Linked DNA regions of Capsicum annuum: region 2 is linked to region 1. The links are chromatin contacts, called in public Hi-C maps. All regions are on one chromosome and are shown on one strand. Each heading gives the region's core, a stretch centred on a gene start, on an enhancer-like site or on the middle of the called end of the contact. The rest is flanking DNA. Distances are from core to core; before and after follow the strand shown.

What was found. A called contact is a pair of places that touch in the nucleus more often than the background predicts.
Region 2: a Hi-C map of placenta shows a contact between it and region 1, with 3 times the contacts expected there. The contact joins the enhancer-like site here to the promoter of LOC107866450 in region 1. A contact is called at or near these places in 2 of 5 Hi-C or Micro-C datasets (leaf and placenta).

The regions. Positions count from the first base shown.
Region 1 is chr3:22,826,309-22,833,619 of UCD10Xv1.1, reverse strand. LOC107866450 reads right to left here and starts at 3,020. Exons shown (of 2, transcript XM_016712507.2): 1 at 2,770-3,020; 2 at 1,772-2,568. The coding sequence starts at 2,502. The coding sequence ends at 1,954. It overlaps LOC107864135, which reads right to left. Exons shown (of 5, transcript XM_047409192.1): 4 at 6,337-6,577; 5 at 5,299-5,784. The coding sequence ends at 5,590. LOC107864134 (protein TITANIA) reads left to right here. Exons shown (of 5, transcript XM_016710417.2): 5 at 1-834. The coding sequence ends at 484.
Region 2 is chr3:22,876,185-22,883,495 of UCD10Xv1.1, reverse strand. No RefSeq gene overlaps it. Among protein-coding and RNA genes, the nearest start is that of LOC124897043, 12 kb to the left of the region's middle. Within about 2 kb of position 2,890, at least 1 of the 5 cell types and tissues checked has an H3K27ac peak or open chromatin away from gene starts, as enhancers often do.

The DNA.
Region 1 (7,311 bases), core at 1,771-4,270:
TATTTGCGGAAGATCTTCAACGTCAAATCATGGAGATTTAACTATTCGCGGAAGATCTTCAACGCCAAAGTTAGCTTCAAATTTTGACTATCGAATTGAATCCCTTAAGCCACCACCAAAGTTGGCTTCAAACTTTGACCATCGAATTGAATCCCTTAAGCTTGAGGAAGAGATTGATCAAACTCTGCAGGCATTGAGGAAGTCTCAAGAATTTGAGTACAGACTTGCTGAGGAAAGACTTTTTGCTCAAAAGAACTGCGTCATGAATCTATACGAGCAGCTTGACTTGGAAAGATCTGATCTCTTAAGACGTACATCGATGGTTGAAACAGATACCTTACTTGATGTTGTGCTAAATAGAGTAGAGCAAGTAAAGCGAGAAGTGCTGAAACTCAAGGACATGAAACAGGTACAAAATGGATTTGGAAGCACTTCTAAGCAGATACTCAAGGACTACTTTGGTCTAGCCACAGAATCTTCTTAAAGCAAAGGTCTGCACATTGGATCTACAACAATTACATGTTGGCAATCTTATGCCAATATTTTGTTCCGATTGTAGAGTATGTTGTTGTTACATTGCAGTAAGTTCATATGTGAACATTCTCATGATATCGAACTTATGTAGAATTTTCAGAAGTTGAGTGGAATAGAGTTTTTCTCTTTTGAGAAACAATGTTCTTTCTGCTCCAACTTCCCATATGAAAAGGGGAGCATTACCTGAGTATGTATCAACTCTATTGAAACATTCCCTGTGTTGTCGTCGTGTTATTTGGCATATGTAAGCGAGACAATGTGCTTCAGTTATTGCATTATTTTGCGTTTTAGCAACACTAATTCCTGTGCTTTGGTTATTGCTCCTTGTTTTCTGGATGCTATGTAATGCTTTCCTTATTATTTGTTTGTCATCTTTTACTTTTGTATTTTGCGTGTTTGGCTGCTTTGATATGGGTTACTCGCATCGAGTCTTTTGGATACAACCTCTCTATTTATGGGATTACACTGGATATTAGTTGTCGTTGTTACTACGCAACTGAGACTAATAGGTCCTTATATTGGTTCGTATAGACTAGCTGATCCAGTGTATTGAGCTCATTTACTCCACTCCGAATTTTAGCCCTACCAGACACTTGTTCTTCCCTACTTTTGACAAAAGAATGAGAACGTAAGTTATGTCTAACAGGATACAACAATATATCATATCACTTAGAAAATACAAATAAGCTTAATAAAAAGAATTAGCATTAAGTTTATTGCATACAAGATCGAGAAAATAGTTTAAAGCTTACGAATTCTAATATTTTCAATCTTATGAAAAGTTAATCCACCCTAAACAATTTTCAAGACTCCCTGTTCCAAAACTCAATTCTTCTATAGCACAAAAACAAACTCATTCATAACACAAAGAAAGTTGATTAAAAGTAATTCTGAATTATTCAAAATAGGTCAATTCTTTCTCTAAACAATATTTCATAGTTGATCAATTAGCTCAAAAATGCAATGAAATTGAACAAATAGCTCAATATACCATTCTTCTATAACACAAAAACAACCCATTCTTCTACAAGACTATACAAAGAGAAAATAGTCAAAAGTATTAAATTATTCAAAATAAGCCAAATTTATCTCTAAGAAAGTATTTTATAGTTGGTCATTTAGTGCAAAAGAGCACTCCAGTTGGACTAACCGTTACTCCAAAACAAAAATTTAGAAAGTGGGTCAATATTGGGTTGAATAAATTTGTATTTTCCATAATAATATCATGAAACTAGAATCAAGAAAACATTAAATAAAATTATTAAAAACTATGTCAAATGATAGAATATTAGTACAGTAGTTATTTATTATTACATGGAGAATAATGTTTCCCAGTCAACCATTATGTACAACAATTATCATTAGTAGTATCATTTTGTATTAATAAAAATTCTTTTTTAAATATATGGTTATTAGTTATTACTGTACAAGAACAAGCCGGCCACCGCCGCCCCAAACATCCCTACCGTCGGCGAATTCACCACCGTCACGGCCAGCTTTCGGCACCGTCACAATTAACTCACCGTCAACAAACACCGCCGTAGCCATCTCCGGCCTCGTCGCCGCCGGCAACCTAAACCGCCACGTGTCCACGTTCAATTCGTCCAACAACAACAACTCTTCTCCTCCGCCGGCCAGTCCGTCACCGCCGCCATTCCTCACCACAATCTTCGTAATTCCCGTATGTATCTCCACCGCCTGCACCCTAACACCTCCTGCCGCCGCTCCACCGTTACCGTCAAGTTCCATCTCCGCTACGAAACGGAAGAATTCAGGTCCTTCTTCAACCGCCACGTCAGCATCGGAACGGAATGGAAGTTCTAGAACCTTCCCGAAAACATGAGGTAATTTTCGTAACTTCTTCAACGGGTTTCCTTCCATAATTGCAAATAATTGTTGTCGTTCCGCTGAATTTATACCTTCACGTATCGCAATATTACGTTTCAAGGACATAGGATGGATCCTCATGCTCTACGAATTTACCAAAATGCCCCCAATATACCACCAATTCTTTATCGAAATTACAGTTTTGCCCTGATGTAAAAACAGATTAACGTAAATTAACAATGAAGAAATACTGATGATCAAATGTAGAAATTATGTCAAATTGGATCATGGTAAATCTGTATGGGAATGAAAAAATGAAAGAAAGAAGAAATGAGAAAGAAAATGCAAATGAAATTGAATATATAAAAGAGGGGGTATGTATATAAATAGTAATATATATTCAATTACATGTTGCCTCAGCAAATAGGGATTTGGACTTTTTGTTCAACAGCTAGATGGAGAAGAAGAAAGAAGATCATATAAAAAGGAAATGAATTTTGGAGACACAGATGAAAGGGAATTTGGAGTTTTTTTTTTTTCTTTTGGTTAATTGTTTTATGGGTATTAAAGTTTTGCGGGGAAATGAATTTTGTTTAAAAAGTTAGGAAGGATAAGTCAAATCTTTTTTTTATAGGGTGAAAATTATTTCCCCATCAAGTTTATTTTAAAACTCAATGTCCCCCCTCTACTTTTGAATAATAAGTATTCTCTTCCCTTTTAACTTGACAATTTCAATTGCAATTTTATTCAAGTATTTATATATTTTTATTTAAATTTTTTAGTTTAATCTTTTTAATGAACTTGTCACAAAAGCTAATGTTAATTTTTATGATTGTTATTTTATTGAGATAACTCACAAGTATTTTTCGTCTCCCTTCCCCCTCCCCTTCAACTATATCCAAAGTTGTTATGGCATACGTAAATTTTGCGGAGGTCATATTACCCCCTAAGCTCATTTTTTTTTTTGTATTTATGCTCTTTTTTGCTGACCAACGGTCAAGTATCAGAATTTTTTTGTATTCATTTTGCGTGCTGACTTGGCCAAAAGAAGTACAAAAATATTTTGATACATAACAGCCAGATCAGCAAAAAATGAGTTTAGATGGTAATAGGCTTTCCTTAAAGTTTAACTGTGCCATAGCAACTTCAGGTATAGTTTAGGGGTGTAACGCCCCAACTTTAGATAATGAGTTCCACATCAACAAAACGCTGAGTCCATGAGGGGTGTATGTAACACCTCAACTTAGGATAAGGAGTCCCACATCGGCAAAACACAGGAGGGATGCTGAGTATATAAGTAAGCAAGTCTTACTCCGTCGTGATGCGTTTTAAAGCCGTGAGGGCTTGGGCCGAAGGCGAACAATATCACTAGTGGGTTGGGGAGTTTCAGGGGTCTCTCGGGCCTTGATGTTTTGGGATGCCCGTCGCGGCCAGAACCCCGGCTCAGGTCGCGATAACCTTGTACCTTATCTTTTATTTTACATGCATTAAAAATGTGTTATATATATATATATATACACACACACGAACATGAGTTTTGATATACTTTCTCGGTTTTTTTTTACTTGTTACTTTTTATTTTTTCAGGTCAACCTACATAAATTTTGATCAATATTTTAAGATATATTTTTTCATTTTATTAATATGAAGAAGGATTGTAACTTATAGCATTTTCATATATTTTCTAGTCATCCAAATTTTAAATTTAAATATTAAATTATACATCTTAAAATGTTGGTCAAAGTTCATGCAGGTTGACATCAAAAAGCGAAACAATGACAAGTAAAAGTAAACAGAGGGTGTATATATTTAGGGGTCGTTTGATGTGAGGTATAAGGAATAAGTAGCCCCGAGATAAAATGAAGGATTATCTTATCCCATATTTGATTGGAGGTATGAGTCAATACTGGGATAACTTATCCCATCATTTACATCATAGTGATGAGATAAGTTATCCCAGATAATTTTGAGATAATTAATTTCGAAATTAATTATCCCGGAATAACTATTTCCCAACCAAACGACCCCTTATAATATAAGTAAACTTTTAAATTAATTTAGTATAAAATATATCTTCATTTTTGCTATATGTTATTATATTACATGCATTGGAATATGCTTATAAAGTTATTTTTATTTATTATTTTCACAAGTATAAATAGATATTACAGTTTTAATTATTATTAAAGTTGAGGGGAAATTTGATTTTTAAAGTAAAGTTAAGGGGGGAATGATTTTCACCCTTTTTTTATTTGCTGAAAATAATAAATTACAATTAATTTGCACCAGTTAGTATCTAAATTACAATTAACTTTTACGATATAAGTTTATGTTTTTCATCCGTTCATATATGATCTTATCTGACTCGCTCGTTAGTCATATTAAAGATAAGATAGATATATATACATACATTTTGAAAGTTGCATATTATATATTTTCTTGAATGAGAAAAAGTCAACCCCAGTGATTTCGATTCGGATTACACCATTATCCCACACACTGCATCTTCAGCATATATTAAGGTTGTTAATTTGATCCCTTCCTTTTACAATCCTGTAGTTGCTAATTGCTATATTTTTTCATATTACGATTTACAATAAACCAAATAATGGAATTCAATTTGTGTGTTTGACAAAGAAGGAATTAACAAAACCATTATTTAGTTAGAGGAGACACCATAATTATAATATCCTTAAAGATAATAGATTAGTTGTCAACAACAGCATAACTAGTGTAATCCCACGAGTGAAATCTGAGAAAGGTGGTGTGTACACAACATCACACCCTACTTTGTAAAGATAAAAAGCTTGTTTCCGATAGATTATAGATGGATATTAGTGTAAATTGCAATATCCTCCTCTCGTACTAGATCGCTGGAGCATTTGAGATATAGGATAGTAAAGAAACTGTACATTGCGTAACAATGAAAAAGAGAAATTTAACAAAAGAATTTATAACAAATGGATATAAAATGCTGCAAATTGACAACTCAATCCTGTTGGTAATGCATTTCATCCTATATTAAAATTTTTGCTAGCTACTCTCTTAAGTTAATCCATAATCCAATTCTACTAAATATGTTTATGATCACAAAAGCCACCGAGCCAAATATATAGACAACCAGCTTCAGATTTTGCTGCAGATTACATTTAATAGGGCATGCAAGACTCGTCCCAGAGGACATATCAGTTCAATCTTGCATTCATCAAGGTTGGCCAATTACAAACTTCAACCTTCCACGTTCACATGGCGATGCATCCTACGCCTGCCATGAGACCGTCTGTGGCTATGTTTACGCCTTCTAGGCAGCAGTCTTGATGCTTCAGTGCGGTGAATCTCTTCGGCATTCACTTGATATCCGAGTATGCAATCAAATGGGTCTTCGGTTGACTCTAGAACAACAGCAGCACCAACACCATTCATCTACAATTTTCAACACACAACAGCCTTGTAAAAGTAACTCAACTGATTCTTCTATAATGAAATATGACAGACTAAAATTGATTTGTTTTTGATAAGACAACAATGGCAAGGACTTTTTATGCTCTTATTTACGCAGAAGAGAGCCCCCAATTTATTCTATTGCTCTGCCGGAGAGAGCAGTGCATAAATTTGACGATCTTAACCAATTCCTACTACGTCCTGGAAGCAACGGAAAGGTCCCCTAGCCCTAGTAACCTTTGATTATTTTCAATACTACTCCCTCCTTTTCAATTTGTTTGTCTGGCTTTAACTTGACAAAAAGTTTAAGAAAGTAAAAGACTTTTGAATCTTGTAGGCTTAAACTAAAGATATGTCGAATATACCAAAATGTCCTTCAATCTTGTGATCTTAAACATGCCGTGTGGGGAGTTGGAATTAAAGAGTTGCCAAAAAAGGAAAGAGGTATTCTTTTTGAAACGGACTAAAAAGGAAAATAAGAAAAACAAACTGAAATGGAAGGATTATATATCAAAGTAGCAGAGGAGTACTCACATTAGTTTGCTTTCTCTCAAGATTAGTATTCCTCAGATCAGTATTCTCCAGATGGGGTTTCTTACTGGAAGAGTTGTCACCGTCTGTCCTATGAGAAGAAAATATTTCCCCATATGTACCCCGGAAACGCCACCTTGGTTTTGGCTGGTCTGTTGAATCATCATCATAAACATTTTCAGAGTAGAAGTATTTGGAGACATGCTGCAATACAGGCGGATTACGCTGGTAGTTCTTCAACATTCTATCACGAGAAAATACTACATCAGTACATAGTTTTAGATGAATCATGCTGATACTTCAATTTAATCGTGAAAGAATACTACATCACTAGTTCATACATGAGATGAAAGAGATAAATAATCGTGATACTATTCACATAAGGAAGTACAAGGACAAGATTAATAAAAATTCCACGAGTATCAAAACTTTATTTTTAAAAAAGGATTATTGAAATCTTTCCTTTTTAAACATAACCTTCTGAACCATTTTCTTTTTGTTTTTCATTTTCTGAACTGAGCAACTATAGTCTATAAAATGCTCTTGTTATCAGTAGACAGCAGCTGAAGACTTTCTGAAAATAATTTGGTTTCTTTGGATTTACCAGGTCCTCCCACACCCTTCACCAGTATAATAGTATGCCCACACCAGGATACCTATTTTGTGCGAGTTTCCCATTAATTCAGTTGTTCAGCAGTATAGTTTAAAGATGCATAAAATTCACGAGTTTAATAATTAGGAGCAACTATTCACTTGAACCAGACACACATATTTGAAAGAGAGACTAGGTATGCGGTCAATCCCAACATGAGGCAATACTATGAAATAGATGAATCAAGCCTTGAACCAGGCATACAAATGAACAATCTACTCTTTCTTGCTTTTGACTGGATGTCTACAACTTCCATTTTTCTACATAATTCTCTGTATGTGTATATATATATTCTTATACCATTAAATTACTCTATTTCAGTTGCT
Region 2 (7,311 bases), core at 1,641-4,140, 50 kb before region 1:
TAGCAATACGTTCAGGTACTTGAGCAGCAATCTTCTTACACATGTTACCGTACTTTGCCTGAAGAGAGATAACAAGATTTGTTCATTTGGGATTAAAGATCCCTTCTTAATCAAGAGTTTCTTTGAGATAGCTGACATCGAGCATGTCGTCTCCCGTTCTTTCTTTCTTTCTTTCTTTCTTTCTTTCTTTTCTCTTCATAATTTTCTTTTCGTTCAAACTCTTAAATCTTTGTACCTTTATCTTTTTCGATACTCCAATTTACCTTTTTTATTTCATAAATTTTGTATAAAATATCCAAAAATCTGCATTCAATTAGCTTTCTATAGTTTTTTCATGGTAAATTTGCTCAAAATTGATACAAAATAATGTCCTATATGTGCTATATGTACACAAAAACAAGCAAGATTTCTATTTATCTGTTTGAAAAGGTGGATGAATGTGCTATATGTATTGTATCAATTTGGTATAGCTATCGTATATGCTTACACAAATTTTCTCTATAAAAGGTGTATCTATGTGGTATATATTATGTATCAATGTGGTATAAAAGTGTATCAATCCAATATAAAAGAGTATCAATTGGGTATATGGTCACTGCATATGCATGCATAAGTTCTCCTTCTCTGTTGTTAAAAAAGTGTATCAATGTGGTATAAAAGAGTATCAATTGGGTATAGGAATCCCCTCTCTCTTTTAAAAAGTGTATCAATGTAGTATAAAAGTGTATCAATATGGTATAAAAGTGTATCAATTGGATATAGAGAATGCATACGGCCATCTGACTCCAATTATTATAAATTAGGCCAAATGGATAAAAAGGAAAAATAAATGGAAAAATGACATGGGCTGTCCTTTTTTTTAAAAAATGGCCCACATTTGAAAAGGTGGACATGGGTTGTCCAGTCGACTAAACTAATTTTTTTTTTTAGCCATTTGGCCCAATTGGTCACATGCAGTCTCTATACTCAATTGATACACTTTTATATTACATTGATATACTTTTATACTATATTGATACACTTTTTAAAAAAGAGAAGAGAAATTCTATGCAAGCACATGTTATCCCTATACCCAATTGATACTCTTTTATACAACATTAATACACTTTTATACTACATTGATACACTTACAATGTTCATATACTCAATTGATATTCTCTTATACTAGATTGATACATTTTTAAAATGCATGTAAAAACTATATTTTGGTTTCTGCCATAAGACTATATTTTTGTTTCTACCATAAGATGACGCAGAAATTTCGAAAGATGTTACTGAAGGATTTTCTCATTCCCAATCGTCAAGTAACTGAAGCTTAATTGGTTGAAGTAAAGCATAACAATATTCAAGGTTTATATTTTCAAACATCTTTTGTTGTTTTTTTCACTTTGGAAAACGATGAAAATAATGAACAAGAAGTTTCGAGAAAAATAGTGTTTTCTAAATGTTAATTAGAAGTTTTTTTTATTGTTGAAAGGAAAGAGATAATGAAACTTAGAAGACTGTAGGTGGAAGATGAGAATGGCGTATTTATAAAAAAAGTGGTTCATGCATTAAGCAAATTTTCATGATTGAAATGATTAAAATAATATTTTGTTGAAAGAAAAATTTGGAATTTGCAGTGGGAGAATTTAGCTTCCTTGAAGTTTCTAACATGAAGAAAATTTACCCGACTTTTACAATCACGTGCATATACTATGATATAAAAGTCGGCGGTCCAGTACATAAAATGGAAAGGGCCGAATTGTGATGCTTAATGGTTATTTAATGGGTTTTTAAAGGTGCTAGTTTTGTGAAATTATTTTAGTTTTAGATATTATTTTTATCCTTTTCCCCAAATAAATTGAACCGATTAACTTCAATTATCCATATTTTTAAATTATGGACTATTTCTTTTTTAAAACCATCAGTCCATGTCTTTTCCTCTTTTGCTTTTTACTTTTGGCTTGGCCCAAAAATTTGTTCAACTTTCCTTGATGTGGGCCCATTTACTTTTCCTCATTACATGTTTTCTATGATTTCCCTATGCATTATTTGTTCTGATTTTCCTTAAAAATATATGTGGACATCCTCTTATTTCTTTTTAATTTTAATAATGTGAAAACTTGTTCATTTCTATTTCTACGAGGGATGATTAGAAGTATGTTCTAATTTATTTGTTAGAATTTTTCTCAAATTTTTGTTAAAATATTTTTAATTATACTTAAATTGACAACTTAAAATATTTAAAAAATTTTAAAAATTATTTGTGTCATTTGAATTGACAACTCTCAAAATTTTATTTGGATGATATAAATTGAGAAAGAAGGAATAACATGTATTATGTAAAGATTACATAAAAATTTACTATGAATTATAATAATTAATAATTTAAAATATTTAAAAGTTATATTATAAATTTTAGTTGTCTCTAAATTTTAGCAATGCACATGAATTAGGAAAAATCAAGTAATATATATTGAGTCCATGCTGACACGGAATGCTTGTGTCTAGTTTATATAAGAACTAAAAAAGTTCTTCTCTTAATCAATGAGGGACAACTTTGTCTTTCATATAAGCCAAGAAATGGAGATCGAAAAAGAATTTAGAAGAATAACATGTATAATATATGTTTCACATAATTAATTTGAATTTAATAAATAAAAAAGACTAATTAAAAAATATTGTTTAAAATTTCATGAGGTAACTTTTAAGGCAATTAAAAATTTCCTACCTCGATGAAAAGCAGAGAAGTAAGTGGCTATGTCATAGTTAGAAATGTGCTCATATATAAACAAGTGGCTTAGAAATATAACGCTTATCGATCAACATGCATGTTACGTGTCAATGTGCATGACGAGTTAGCACAATACATGTCAATATGTATGACATTGTGTTAATGTGCATGATGAGTCAGCACGATATGTGTCAGCAATGCTTAACACATTTCAGTGAACATGTTGAGTCAACAAGAACATGTATCACGTCTGCATAAATGAGATTTTTATGGTCAACACATATGAAAAGTGCATGAACAACGCATATGCATGAAGGTGGTTTGTATTTGCGACGCATGTCCCGTTTATATAATCGTCATTTTCACATTAAACTATACTCGAAAAGTCGAAGACACACCTAAACTATTGGAGTGACCTAATACACAGCCATACTATTTAAAAGTGAATTTATATAAATGTTGATGGATAGAAGGGGTGGAGATGGAAAAGGGGTGTGTGCTGGTGATTAATTTAGGGAAAAAGAAAAAAATAGGTGAAAAAAATATGTGTTCGACATGTGTCAGCGCGTGTATACACATTCAAGATAAAATCTGGTTATGACATTTCAAGGGGTAAATAAATTCACTTTTAAATAGTATAGGTGTGTATTAGGTCACTCCAATAGTTTAGGTATGTCTTCGACTTTTCGAGTATAGTTTAAGGTGGAAATAATAACCTTTTCCCATCCTCCTATAAATAACGCATTATAACTTTATTGTTACACGTCAAGAGAAGATCATTTCAGTTATAAATATCCTTTTTATGGCGGAGCCATAATTTTTGTTAAGAGGGTTCAGAAGTAAATATACGAACTAATCGAAGGAGTTCAACATTTACTATACATACATAAACAAAATAAATTTAACTATACATAAATAGTATAATTTTTTATCGAATTAAGTTCGAATGAACCCTCGCGGAGCCCTGCTTTTTATGTGTAATCAAATATCAAGAAGCCTTAAGAAACTGGTGTTCTCCCAGCTACAATTCACGATTATTCCCATCAATTAACGTGAAAAAAGTAAAAGTGTGTTTAGTCACGCTCTCTGCGGACAGTCTTATCAAAGCACTTTTTTTAATCAATCAAGCAAGACAGATGGAATGAAAGAAAGAAAAAGTAGCTCCGCAATTCGACAGTGCAAAGAAGAAAATAAGTTTCTCTTAAAGTTCAATTACTTCCGTCAAGATAATTCCAGAAAATGTTATGGACTCAGATGTGTTTTCTTAATCAAAGTAATGTTATATAATATTTCTTTTGTGAAAATCATTAAGCTTTTCAATCCTAAAATCATGTCAGGTTTTTAATTAAATTGTTCTCCCACTAAGTTTCGCCACCTAAACTTAAGTTCCACCCGACAAACATCTAAAAAAATAAAATAAGCAATTCTCTATATAAAAGAGAGTATAAAATATTAAGGGAGATAACATCACACAAATACATTCGGAATAGAAAGAGGTTCACACAAGTGATACCACAATACTTGTGTCTAAAAAAATTCCACTCAAACGAAATTCTCAAACCCCTAGGACTACGTTGTGAATGCTATCAAAATAGAAGAAAGGAGCCTCTACTTATTGAGTCTGTGACCTTTTTCTATACGAATAAGAATTAGTCAAATATGCAGAATATGTTTTCCTTTTCCTAAAGGGAAATTCAATTATGATACCTAAAGAAAAATCTAATTATGATAAGAAAGTCAGGATAAATACTCAACAATAACTACGTTGATTGCTCAAGAAAAATATTTTTTCTTACACTGATAAAACAGAGTTGAAAAATATTTTTTCTTTCCACAATCCTCATAGCTGATTATTCAGCCTCCAAACGTCTAAGAGCATTACTATCCCACTTTACTTGTATTTTATGACAATTATTTTGTGAGTTAGCGGTAGGAATATAGACATAAGTTTCTTATAACTTATGTAACTTCTACCATTATTCTATTCATTTCTCATGTAACTCTTGTAACCTAAAATCATTGATATTCCATCTTTACTATTCTTATCAATTCTTATATTCATTGCATGGAAGACTTCCTCTCCTATAAATAGAGGTGGTCTTGCATGGATTTAGAAAACACACACAAAAAAAATTATAGAGTTCACAAAAGATAAAAAAAGAGAGTTCATTAGTTGAAGGGAGGTGTTCTTTTTTGTGGAACATTGAACTCAACTCTTGACCAGAGTTGTTGAGTTATTCTCTGTGAGAAGGCTGTTGTATCCTGGAGTGGATAAGTCAAGAAGATTACTATTGAACCAGTAAAACATTTACTGCACTGAGCTTGAATCTCCTTAAAGAGATCGAGATATCTGCGCCTCAGCTGAAGAAGAAGAAGAAGGCATATAGTCTTTTTTATTTTCTTTACTTGTAATTTTCAGTTGTATTTTTTATTGTAATTTCACCAATAATTTTAAGGAGATTCAATGACAACAACTAGAAAACCCGCGGATGTCATTATGGGAGATCTTAACAAGCCATTTCGATTCAATGGTACTCACTTCAAGAGGTGGAAAGGTAAAGTGCTTTTCTACTTAAGTCTTCTCAATGTTTCTTATGTGTTAACTGAGAAGAACCCAAACAAAATAGATAACTCTTCCATGACCAACGATGAACTAAGCTCTCTTCAAGAGAAAGTTGAAAAATATGATGGTGACTCCTATAAGTGTCTGTATTTTTTACTTAATTATCTATCTGATTATTTTTATAATTATAATGATAGAACTTACTCTAGTGCAAAGAAAATTTGAAAAGCCTTGCAGAGTAAATATGACACTGAGGAGGCGAGAACGAAAAATATGTGGCTAGCAGATTTTTCGTTTCCAAATGGTGGACAACAAATCAGTGGTAGACCAAGCTCAGGACTTCATAATGATCGTTGGCGAGATCAGGTCCGAAGAAGTCAAAATTGGAGATAACCTTATTGTTTGTGGTATAATTGATAAACTTCCACCTTCGTGTAAGGAATTTCAAAAAACTATGTACCACAAGTAAAAGAAAAATTCTCTTGGGACTTTAATAATGAGAATCCGCATGAAAGAAGAAGCAAGGAGCCAAGATATACTTTTACAAATAGAAGAGAACAACATCACACCGAAGGTAAAATTAGCTTTTTCAAATAATGCTACCCCTGAAACTAACAAAAATACTACTTTGAAGCCTAAGAAGAAAAAATTCAAGAAAAATGATGGTAGACATCCCAAGGACAATAATGGTGGAAACAACCAAACAAAAAATCAACATGTACAAGAAAAAGGATCGAGCTTTGTCTATAGCAAGAGTGGGCATATTGCTCGATTTTGCAGATTTTGGAAACATGGGCCTAAACCTCAGGAAAACATTATCGAAGAACTATTTGTGGCAGTGATAACAGACATAAACATGATGGAGAATATTGATGGATGGTGGGCTGGCTCTGGTGCAAACTGCCATGTTTGTTATGACAAAGACTGATTTAAAAAATATACTAATTTTGAGAAGCCCAAAATCATCATGCTTGGAGATTCACACACAACTCAAGTACTTGGAATGGGAGATGTCGAATTGAGTTTTACTTGTGGAAGGGTATTGATATTAAAAGATGTACTTTATACTGCTTCTAAGAGAAAAAAATTTGATGTCTAGTTTTCTTCTTAATAAAGCAGGCTTCAAACAGATTATTGAGTCTGATCAGTATGTAATTGTTAAAAATAATATTTTTGTGGGAAAGGGATATGCATGTGATGGTATGTTCAAGTTGAATGTTGAAATGAATAAAACATCTACTTCTGTTTATATGCTTTCTTCTACTAATTTTTGACATGCTCATTTGTGTCATATAAATGATCGTTATGTAAGAATCATGAGTAGTTTAGAATTAATTTCAGTGATAAAAAAGAAATTTAAAAAATATGAGGCTTGTAGTAAAGCCAAAATCACAAAAAGCCCTCATTTTCAAGTTGAAAGAAAAACTAATTTATTAGAATTAGTTCATACTGATATTTGTAAACTTGGAGAAATTTTAACTCATGGAGGAAATAGATACTTTATCACTTTCATTGATGATTTTTCTAAGTTTACATATGTTTACTTAATGAAAAATAAAAGTGATGCTTTTGAGAATTTTAAAATTTTTCTCCATGATGTTGAAAATCAGTTTGGAGGAAAAATAAAAAGAATTAGAAGTGATAGAGGCCGTGAATATGAGTCACATGAGTTCAATTCTTTTGTTAGATCATTGGGTATAATTCATGAAACTCCTCCTCCTTATTCTTCTGCCTCTAACGGTGTAGCGGAAAGGAAGAATAGAACTTTGGTTGAGTTGACTAATGTCATGTTAATTGAGTCTTGTGCACCTTTAAGTTTTTAGGGTGAATCTCTTTTGAGTGCTTGTTATGTGTTGAATCGTGTGCCTCATAAAAATATCGAACTAACACCTTTTGAGTTGTGGAAAGGTTATAAGCCAAATTTGAGATATCTAAGAGTTAGGGGTTGTAAGGTTAATGGATCTTAAAATCTCTAAGTAGGGTTAAAAAGTTACTACTTGTGCTTTTCTTGGTTATGCTTCAAATAGTACGA